2 separate regions of the Mus musculus genome follow, and region 1 is linked to region 2. The links are chromatin contacts, called in public Hi-C maps. All regions are on one chromosome and are shown on one strand. The core of a region is the stretch at or near the end of the contact, and the rest is flanking DNA. Distances in the headings are between cores, read along the strand shown.

Evidence for each region. A called contact is a pair of places that touch in the nucleus more often than the background predicts.
Region 1: a contact with region 2 is called in a Hi-C map of the N1E-115 cell line, with 22 times the contacts expected there. The contact joins two enhancer-like sites. A contact is called at or near these places in 1 of 15 datasets of contacts at CTCF or cohesin (embryonic stem cells), 11 of 484 Hi-C or Micro-C datasets (B cells, the HPC-7 cell line, the N1E-115 cell line and 7 more), 1 of 115 datasets of contacts at active chromatin or transcription factors (fibro-adipogenic progenitors) and 1 of 9 other capture datasets (embryonic stem cells).

The regions. Positions count from the first base shown.
Region 1 is chr2:174,672,744-174,677,625 of GRCm38.p6, reverse strand. The region is part of intron 3 of Zfp831 (zinc finger protein 831); the gene reads right to left. Among named protein-coding and RNA genes, the nearest start is that of Zfp831, 32 kb to the right of the region's middle. Within about 2 kb of position 3,160, at least 147 of the 459 cell types and tissues checked have an H3K27ac peak or open chromatin away from gene starts, as enhancers often do. A contact at or near this core is called in the N1E-115 cell line, where this site is marked.
Region 2 is chr2:173,557,202-173,562,163 of GRCm38.p6, reverse strand. No RefSeq gene overlaps it. Among named protein-coding and RNA genes, the nearest start is that of Ankrd60, 19 kb to the left of the region's middle. Within about 2 kb of position 3,428, at least 2 of the 459 cell types and tissues checked have an H3K27ac peak or open chromatin away from gene starts, as enhancers often do. A contact at or near this core is called in the N1E-115 cell line, where this site is marked.

The sequences.
Region 1 (4,882 bases), core at 1,911-4,410, 1.1 Mb before region 2:
TGACCCATGGTGTGTAGAATAGAACTCACTGGTTGTGAAAATTCTCACTCTCCTCTACCTCTTTGGGGGTGAAAGTTCCCCCAACATGTGCTTCCCTGTGTTCAGCAGCCCTTCTCCACCCAGTGGTCCTTCACCAGACAGACACCCTTCCTCAGCACAGGGTGGCCCACTACCACCTTCCACCTGGTACTGCACACAGTCAGATCTCCCTAAATTAGGCATGCAGAGGCTTGGGTCAATGTTTTCCTTAATGCAATTACTAAGTTGGGAGGACCTACATGAGGCCACTAGAAACTACCGAAAGCCATCAGAGACAGCCCTAGTAGTCTAGGAATAACATATAGGGGCATTGCTTAAGTCCCCAGTCTGACTGATTTGCTTTTGTGCCTAAGTCTTTTTGAGTTGGATTTTAGTCGTTTGGTACCAAGAGCAGTGATGGATATTCAGCCATTCTCCTAACCCACAGGGACACTGAAGCTTCCTTAGACCCCAGAGTGAAGGGAGGCATATATTCTTGAATGTCAGTTGACCCCTAGTACCCTCCTGCTCACTTCGACGCTGGGATGAAAGATTTACCTAACATTACCTCATGGTAGACTTAAATACAAGGCTTGGTTCCCCCAGGAAGCCTCTAATGGATCTACATTTGAGAAACAAATCAGATTGATGGAATGAGCTAGTCTTTTCTAGAAATAGCCGTCTGCAGCTTGCATCAATTCCTCTGGCTTCCCATTCTGCTGTGCTCGCGGCCATCAATTCCCTCCTTATCGAACTCCTCAGACGACTGCAAGGCAGATCCTCAAATGGAGAGGTGGGATGAGGAGCAAGGAAGAAGGATGTGCGTGTGTGCGAGAGCTTCTGGGAGCTCAAGCTGTTGAAACCAACTCCAGTCTTGCTAACCCAGCTGCGGAAAAGGCATCGATTGACAGGAAAAGTCAACACAAAACCAAACAAAAGAGAAAGCCAAACTTGCCCTTCAGAGAAGTTTCCAGAACATGTCAGACAGGGCTCATTCTGAGCTTCAAAATGCAGTTACTTAGAATGGACTAAGAGGATTTCTCTCTCTCTCTCTCTCTCTCTCTCTCTCTCTCTCTCTCTCTCTCCCTCTCTCTTTTAGTTTTTTTTTTAAATTATGCATTGTATTTATAATGAGTCACTTCAATTAATTAAAATTAAGTACAACAGAACACAACAGATAAAAATTAATAGCAGAAAATGAAGAGCCTCCTCTGCCACTTAGGAACAGCAGCGTCGTGTGCTAGCATGACAGAGTGAAAGCAGAGGGTAGAAACCACGCATGGAAACCCAGCAGAACCCAGAAGCAACTGTAAAAGGAGAACAATCGCTTCCAGATGAAAACATATACCACCTTTCTCACTTGAGCCATGAACGTGTGAGCTTGTGAGAGTCAAAAGCATAGTCTATTTAACCCACTTTAGCAGAGGTAGATGCAGACATGTCTTTGGTTCTCTATGGTCTCCACTGCAACGTTCAACGTTTTAGGATACAAGGAAGACACAACGGGATTTTAGATTGCCCTTTCAGAAACAATGGGTAAAGCCTGGTGGGTGGCAACTATGATGCAGGAGGAGTTCCGTACGTTTGAGGCAGCCTGGGCTATGTAGCCAGATCTTTCGTGGAGAGAGAAAACAGGAAAGGTACGATTAGAAGCCACAACAGCTCCCCAGGAAATAGCTAGTGGACAAAGTAGGAATGCCCGTGTGTTCTGCTAAAGCAACAGGGTGCTATACTGGAGTCCACCACTAGAGGCATCAGAACACCAGGCTCTACCGTCAGAAGGGCAGGAAGAAGCCTAGGCTGGGTCAGGGCAAGGGGGTTTGGGAGATACGGGATACCCAGAAATTCCATCTTGGGAAAGATGCCCCCAAATCACAAATGTAACTTTGGATGCAAGTGACAAACTCGAAATGGACCCGGTTCAGTGAGAAGCTGGGAAGAAAGGACACATACCTATCAGGAGGGGACGGGTACAGACCTTTCTGGGATAAGAATAGAAAGCCCACCTCCCCCAAGTGCCACCACATTCCCCACGGGACTTCTAGGGAGTTGGGGGTGTGGAGAAGCAGCTGTCTTCCTATAGTCTCCAGGACCAGAAGGGAGAAAGAAAAGGAATTTTCCCCTCAAATCCAACCGGTGAGTCCCAAAAGAGGATACAGACAAACTGCGTTTGGCATTTGGCTCTCCTAAGCCAGATGCTGAATGTGTGGGTGTTAGATGACAAAGAGAAACGGCAGTGAGCCCCCCCCCCCTTAATAAAGATCTCTGACAGTAGTGTGTGTGTGTGTGTGTGTGAGAGAGAGAGAGAGACAGAGAGAGAGACAGAGAGAGAGAGAGACAGAGAGAGAGAGACAGAGACAGAGACAGAGAGAGAGAGAGAGAGAGAGAGAGAGAGAGAGAGAGTTTGAATTACCATCATGTAAACACTGGAAGATCTATTTACTGTCAAATTCTAGATTTTTCTCATAGAGACCAGAGCTGGCTTTCTCCCTGTATAGGAGCTAAGATTACCCGGATGATAGTTTGGTTTTTGCATTTGTTTTGTTTTGTTTTGTTTTGTTTTGTTTTGTTTTGTTTTGTTGGGTTTTGTCCTTCCTTCCTTCCTTCCTTCCTTCCTTCCTTCCTTCCTTCCTTCCTTCCTTCCTTCCTCCCTCCCTCCCTCCCTCCCTCCCTCTTTCTTTCTCTCTCAGTTCTGAAGCAAAGCTCAGTCCTTAGCAGCAGGACTCAGGTGTGAGGGACCAGAGAATCTGAGTGCCGCATGCTACTGCCTCTTCTGGGCAGGCTGCAGCGCCCGCTCCTCTGTCTCTGATTTACATTTGTTTTTCTGAACGGCTTTTTTTTTCTTTTTCTTTTTCTTTCTTTCTTTCCTTCCATGTGCTTCCTAAAAACACGGTTCTGAGGGAGAGCTGGGGTGTTTTGAAGTTGGGAGGGTGGTTGCTGACCATATCCACGTTCCTTCTCACAGGGACCCTCACCCCATCCCCCGGTCTTCTCTTTTCCCATCTCTCACCCTGCTCTCTGCAATGCTCAGCTTCTCTGGGTCTCAGCCTCCTACGAGGCCCCTGCCTATACTCCTGTCCTTATTCCTCTGGGGGTCATCATTCTTCCTTCAGTACATCTGGGTGGCATTTACGTGAAAGCAGCAAAAAGGAACAAACAAGCAAGGGTCGCCTGCGTGCTCAGACTGTAAGCTTCGCCTGCTCTGCAGGGGTCCAGCCGAGGCTGGCAGTACAAACCCTGCTGGCGATTAGCCTGCTCCTGGTTTAGCCATTTGAACTTCAAAAAATATAAACTAAGACCCAGCAAGGTGTCCGGGTTCGGAGCAGACCCGGGGTGCAGTGGAGGGGGTCCAATCACCCGCCGGGGATCAGGTCCTGCCAGGTCCTGGGCAGCCTGCAGCTCCTGCTGCAGTCGGCGCTGGCTATTCCTCGCAGGCAGCTGTAGGGGGCGCCGTTGAAGCTTGGTAGACGATTTTCCAGCAAATACAGAGTCATGCTTCGCTTTTTTTTTTTTCCCCCGGATAATAAATCCACAGAGCTTGTTTTTAACCCCCACCAGAGGTTAAAGTAGTTTCATAAAAAGTTTTTGGTAAATTCATGGGTAACTTTTTGAGGTTATGTGAGGTTGTTGTCAAAAAAATAAAAAGAAAGGGAAAGAGAAAAACAGCTTTTAGCTGTTGTTCCCTCTCTGCTCATGTAAGACCAGAGTCACAGGAGGGCGGATGGGAGGGGGATTGGAGCTTGGTGTTTTTCCAGAACAGTCCATGCACAGCCGCAGCTCCCTAGTCCCCCCGGAAGCCTAGCGATGGGGCTGGGGGTCGTGGGTGGCTGCGTAGGGTCTGCTCTGCACCCCAGCCTGCAGCCACCTGCCAGACAGCTGCCCCCGAGTTCCTGCCGGCGCCGGGGATGCAGTGCTGCAGTCTTCTCGATTTTTCTACAGCTCCCAGCCCGCAGACCCCTGCCCAAAGCGAGTCAGGGTGTAGAGAGAGCTGGTCGGGGGTCTTTGCATGCATTTCCCGAGTGGCAGTCAGAGTAGGGGTTAAACGGATTAAGAAGTTTATCCAATTGATAGGGAAGGAGACTGGAGGAGGCAGAGGGAAACAGCGCAGTTAAGGGAGGGGGCGTCGCACATTAACTATGATTCAGAGACTCAAATGCACCGAGTTCGTTTTTCATCTGCCTTTAGCTAGAAGAGAAAAATAAGGAAATTATAGAAAATTGAGACGCTAACATCCCTAAGAGCACTGTGCGCCCGGGGGTGCTTTAATGAACACTTAATAATTTCAAATGTTCGTGCTCAGAGGTGGCTTTGTCCGTCTCCAGCATGTCAGGTGCCTCGTAGCCATCAAAAGCTAATGCCTTTGGGCTGGGACAAAAAAAACAAAAAACAAAACAAAACTGAAAGTTAAAAACAAACAAACAAACAACATTTTAAGAGTTTTAGCAGAGAGGGGGCTATCTAGGAACCTATCTTTTCATCCACTATGAACTTGGGCACGACTCCCTGCCAGTGAGGATGGGGAGGTGGGTAACCTTGGCAGCCACCTCTGACCCCAAAGGCCATATCGAAACTCAGGTGAGGAAAAACATTTGGCGGAAACCCTCAAATGCGGAAGCAGGAAGCTGCTTGTTGTTGGAGCTGATTCTCTGAGCTCCCTGCCAGCATCCAAGGTTGAGGTGAAGGCCAACAGGAGAGGGGAACCTTGTCTGGAGGTTGGGGACCTTAAGCAGAGCACCAGTGACTTTTTGAGCTCCCTCTGGAACATCCATCAGAGATGTACATGAAGCATAAATACCCTAGCCTTCTCTGTGTCGCACTAGGGACCCAGTCCCTGGCAGCGGAATGAGACTCCACAACTTCTGGC
Region 2 (4,962 bases), core at 2,179-4,678:
CCAAAGCTTCCAGAACTTTTAAAAGCCCCCAACTCCTGGATTCTGAAAGGAGCCCCTCCCAGACCAGCTCAGAGCTAGCTTCTGCTAGGCAGTGCTATTGGGAACTGCGACTGCAGGCTGGAGATGGAGCTACCACCAGGTGTCGCCTGGAGACCACAGATGGATTCCAAGCCAGAGACTGGAGGCCAGCCAAATCCCCCTTTCTCCCTGCATTAGAACCTTGTGCCTCAGGTTTCCCCACCCCATTATTACCTACTGTTTTCATCTTTGCGTAGGTGAAAAATAGTTTTTAAAACATGTAAATTTGTATTTTCTTAAGATAGTGTCTCATGTAGCCCAGGGTACTTGACTCCTTCTGGACTCATGTCTTCCAGTTTAATGGCCTTCCAGGGGCTTAGGAATCATGGTCTCAGGGTTAAGGGTAAGAGGTAGCTAGCTTTAAAAGAGAAAAAAAAATGTAAGGGTCTCACTATTATGTTGCTCTGGCTGCCCTGGAATTCAATATGTAGCCGAGGCTGGCTTTGAACTCATAGAGATCTACCTGCTTCTTCCTCCCAATTGCTGGGTTGAAAGGTGTGCGCCACCATGCCTGGCTTGTAAATCCACATTTTGACCTCCAAACAGAGGGGTGCCTAAGACCTTTCAACTGTAACGGGCATTGTAATGCAACAAGAGAGGGGAAGGCACCTCCAGGGCCAAGCCTTGCTCCTCAGCTGAGTGCAAACCATGCGTGTACACGGAAGGGCTGGCTGTGATCTAAGACACGCACGCGCAGAACCACATGCAAAGATTTCAGAACAGCATCCAGCTCGGCACCATGAAGTTCTGGCTGGGGTTCTGAGATGGCCCGTAGAGTGTGTTCCCACCTGCAGGCAGAGTCCTTCTTGGAAAAGAACCGAAAAGAAGGTCCACCTGGAGGCCAAGAGCGTCAGCTGCCAGCAGGTTAGACAAGTGCCCTGTGTGGCGGTGGGGTCAAGGAGGTATCTGATTCTCTGCTTGCCATCCAGCAACGAGAGAGGCGTGTTTTACCTCAGTGTTCCTGCGCTGGGGCCCACTGGGGCTCCGTCACCACCTTCCTTACCTCACAGCCATCTCTTCCAGGGACAAAGCCAGCCAGATGGCTTCTTTAGATCATCCTGGCCCTCGCCAGACCCCTGCTCCACCCTTCATATAGCCTTCTCTGTGTGTGCTCATGCTTGAGTGTGCACGTGCAGGTGTGTGTGGTGGCCATGCTGGACATGAGTTATCTTTTTCTCGCCTTTGGGCTGCTGAGGTGGCTCAGCAGATAAAGGAGCTTGCTGCCAAGCATGATGACCTGAGTTTGATCCCTGGGACGCACGCGACGCATAGGGAAAATTGACTTCCTCAACTTGTCCTCTGACCAGCTCCATCTGTGTGCACCCGCACCTGCCCCCTATACGCATAATGTAACACAACATTGTTAAGAGAATCTCTAAGCGAAGGAAGCCTAAGCTTGCTGATTCAGCTACACTGGCTGGCCAGCAAGGGCTCCTCCTGTCTCTATCGCTCCAGAGCAGGGTTTACAGGAGTGTCCCACATACCACTTACATGGGCACATGGATCTGAACCCTGACCCAGATGGGAAGTCACCATGATTCACTCCCATCCTCCGTAGGCTTGGGGAGGATATATGTGAGCCAGAGGAGAGACGAGCCGATGCAAGGCACCAAAGTGTGGTATCAAGGAGGGTTCAGGTCAAAGGACAGATGGCAGCAGGTATTGGCAGGCAGGTGGGGGAGTCTGGCCAGGCTCTGCTGGAATGAGCCATGAGATTCTTTGGAAAAGAGCTTGGGACATCTTCGGATGTCGGACACAGAAATACTGTGAGACCCTTCAAGCCCACTCCATGGTACATACCAGAGAGAACTTGAGCTATAATTCCACACAGAAAGGCACATACGGTCATGTTTGTAGCACCTTTGCCTACATGATCAGAAAATCTAGCCACCCAATTTGAGGTGTTCATACAGGGGAATATTAGTTACCCACAGAAAGCAAAAAAAAAATTTTTTTTTAATTAAACCTAAGTGAATGGGTCAAACCCAGTTACGAGCTACAAATAAAACCCACAGCAACAGGAACTTAATACCGGTGGCCAGTGGGGAGGCCTGCCAGGAAAGGCAGGGTAGGAAGTGAGTTCAAGTAGCCCGTGGGCAGGGTGCACATGTTGGGGTGTCTAATGGAAGTGATTGTTGCACAACAGTCTAGAAACTTCTAGATTGTGCACTTTAGATGAGCAACTGTTGGCCCGTGATTTCTGTCAATGGACCCAGAGTTCTGTTTAGCTTGTGCGTATTCCTGTGTGCACTCTCAGATGTGTGTATGGGTGTGGAAGGTAGTGGTTAACATCCAACACTCATGCTGGCTTGAGTCATGTGAACACAGGGCAGAGGGACAAGGACAGTGGAGGGAATCCAGTGTCTGACTCTAGTGGACTTGTGCCTAGGGCACTTAGGTAGTCTGTCTCTGGGGGGTGGGGGGGTGGTCTTAGCATGCTTGGCTGTCACATGGCTCACAGCTATGGGTGCTCACCTTGGGATCCTGAGACCACTCCAGTGTCTGAGTTTCCATTCAGAGTGAGGTGTAGCCTGGCCTCCTCTTCCTAGGCTAGCTCCAGAACACACTTGCTGCTACTTCTGCAGTTCCCTCCAGTCTCCACTCCCACCTCACCCCACCCCCACCACCCTGCCTTGTTCACCGGACTTGTCCCAAAGGCATTAAGTCCTGAAGATGCTCCCAGCCCTTCTCTTCCAGATGTTTCCAAGCCCACGAGGGGAGGAAGTGAAGAACACAGAGACGCCAGATAATTTAATATCTTCCTAACCCCCGCCGTCATAGTCGGGAGTGATTTATCTTGAGAAAGGTTCTGGATGGTGTATGAGGCGGGGGCGCTATCCCCCCTCCAGGAAGTGTAGAATTAGAGCTGGAGAAGATGACTGTTAACAGCTGCCAGAGTCAGGTCCAGAGGGAAGTCTTTGACCTCCTGGGTCGCTTCAGACCCTGTGACCATCCCTTTGAGGGGGAAAAAATATCTTGCCTGGCATCGTTTGCTGTATATATTATACATCAATGTATATATTTAGCAAAGAATTTCAAGTTCTTTGGGAACAAGAATCCCAGCATCCTGTTTTCACATGTCCAGAACAGAGATAAGGATCAAATTTAGCCAGTAACACTGATGCTATAGGACATGCATGCGGGGGCCAGAGCTAGTGTGCATCCCCTTTCCCAGAGCTTGTGGCCAGATGGACGTGCAAGCTTCAGAGTTTGCAGAACTCCCGTTTCTCTTGGATTCTCAGAGGTCAAGGCTAGCCTGTGGCAGATGGGAATGCAGTTAGGGGCACTGGGATGTTTGGAGAGAGGCTCTGTGTGGCCTAGTTCTGTACAGAGGTGGAACCATGAATTTGCAGGGGGTGTGGGGGACCCTACAGGGCAACATTGAATCTTCAAGTCACCTAGCTGCCTCTCAGCCAACTCTTGGCTGTATGTCAATCAAAGCTGAGCACATGGAGGCCTGGTAGTCAGTCAACCAGGCAGATAAATCAGTTGGGAATTATAGCCAGGCAAGGATACACAGGTTCTAGAAAACACTTAAGTGAAGGGGTTGGTTGGAGTGTGTTGGAGGGAGAGGCTGGAGTCTCTGTTCTCAGTCACAATCACCCTGTGGGGTTGGTGGTTGACGAGTGCCTAGCCTGTGAAGCCCGGCTCTAGCTGCACTGGGAGCCACTGACCCGGCTCTGGCTGCACTGTGAGCCACTGACCATTCTGGCCCGGATCACCTGAGTCCTAGTTAGGGTTTCCATCACTGTGAACAGACAACCATGGCCAAGGCAACTCTTATAAAGGACAACATTTAATCAGGGCTGGCTTTACAAGTTCAGAGATTCAGTCCATTATCAAGGTGGGAGCAAGGCAGCATCCAGGGAGATGTGGGGCTGGAGGAACTGAAAGTTCTACACTTTGCTCCAATGGCAGACAGGAAAAGACTGGCACCCACATGGCTAGGAGGAGGGTCTCAAAACCCATACCCACAGTGACACACTTTCTGCAACAAGCCACACCTCCTAATAGTGCCACTCCCTGGGCCAAGCATATTCAAACCACCACGTTCTACTCCCTGACTCTAATAGACTTGTTCAAACATATGAGTCTATGGGGGCCATACCTAGCCATAGCATAATGAAAAATACATTTAGTCCAACTTCCAAAGTCTTCATAGCCTATCACAGTCTCAACAACGTCTAAAAGTCCAAAGTTCTAAGTCTCTTATGAGAGTCATCCAGTCTCCAAACTGTGATCACCTATAAAATCAAAATGATAATAATAAAAAAAACCAGATCACATAACTCAAACATCACAGGCTATACATTGTCATTCCAAAATGGCGTAGTGAAGAAATCCTGGACAAAGCAAGACCAAAAATCAGCCGGACAATCTCCCAACTCTGCATCTCTATGTCTGATGTCAAAGCTGTCTTCAGATCTTCACTCCTTTTTCATCTTTGTTGACTGCATCGGAGTTCTTTCTTCTGGGCTGGCTCTATTCCCTGTTAGCAGCTTTCCTCGGCAGGTATCCCACACTCTGACATCCCAAACATCTTGGGGTCTTCAAGGCAACTTCAACGGTACAGTTTCTTGTTCCAGTGTCTGGGGTCCACACATGATCTTCTGGGCTCCTCCAATGGGCTTGGGTCACGTCTCCAGCTCTGCTTTCTGTGGTACTTTAGGCTATGGCTGATTCCACTCCACTGCTGCTGCTGTTCTTGATGGTCATCCCATGGCATGAGCATCTACAATACACTGGGGTCTTCTGCTGCAAGTAGGCTGCACCGATAGCCTCTCATAGGCTCTCTTCATGGTGCCAAGCCTCAACTTTTTTTGCATGTCTCCTTCAGTCCTGGGCTGTCAACTGGAACTGAGGCTTCACCTTCACCAATGGCCT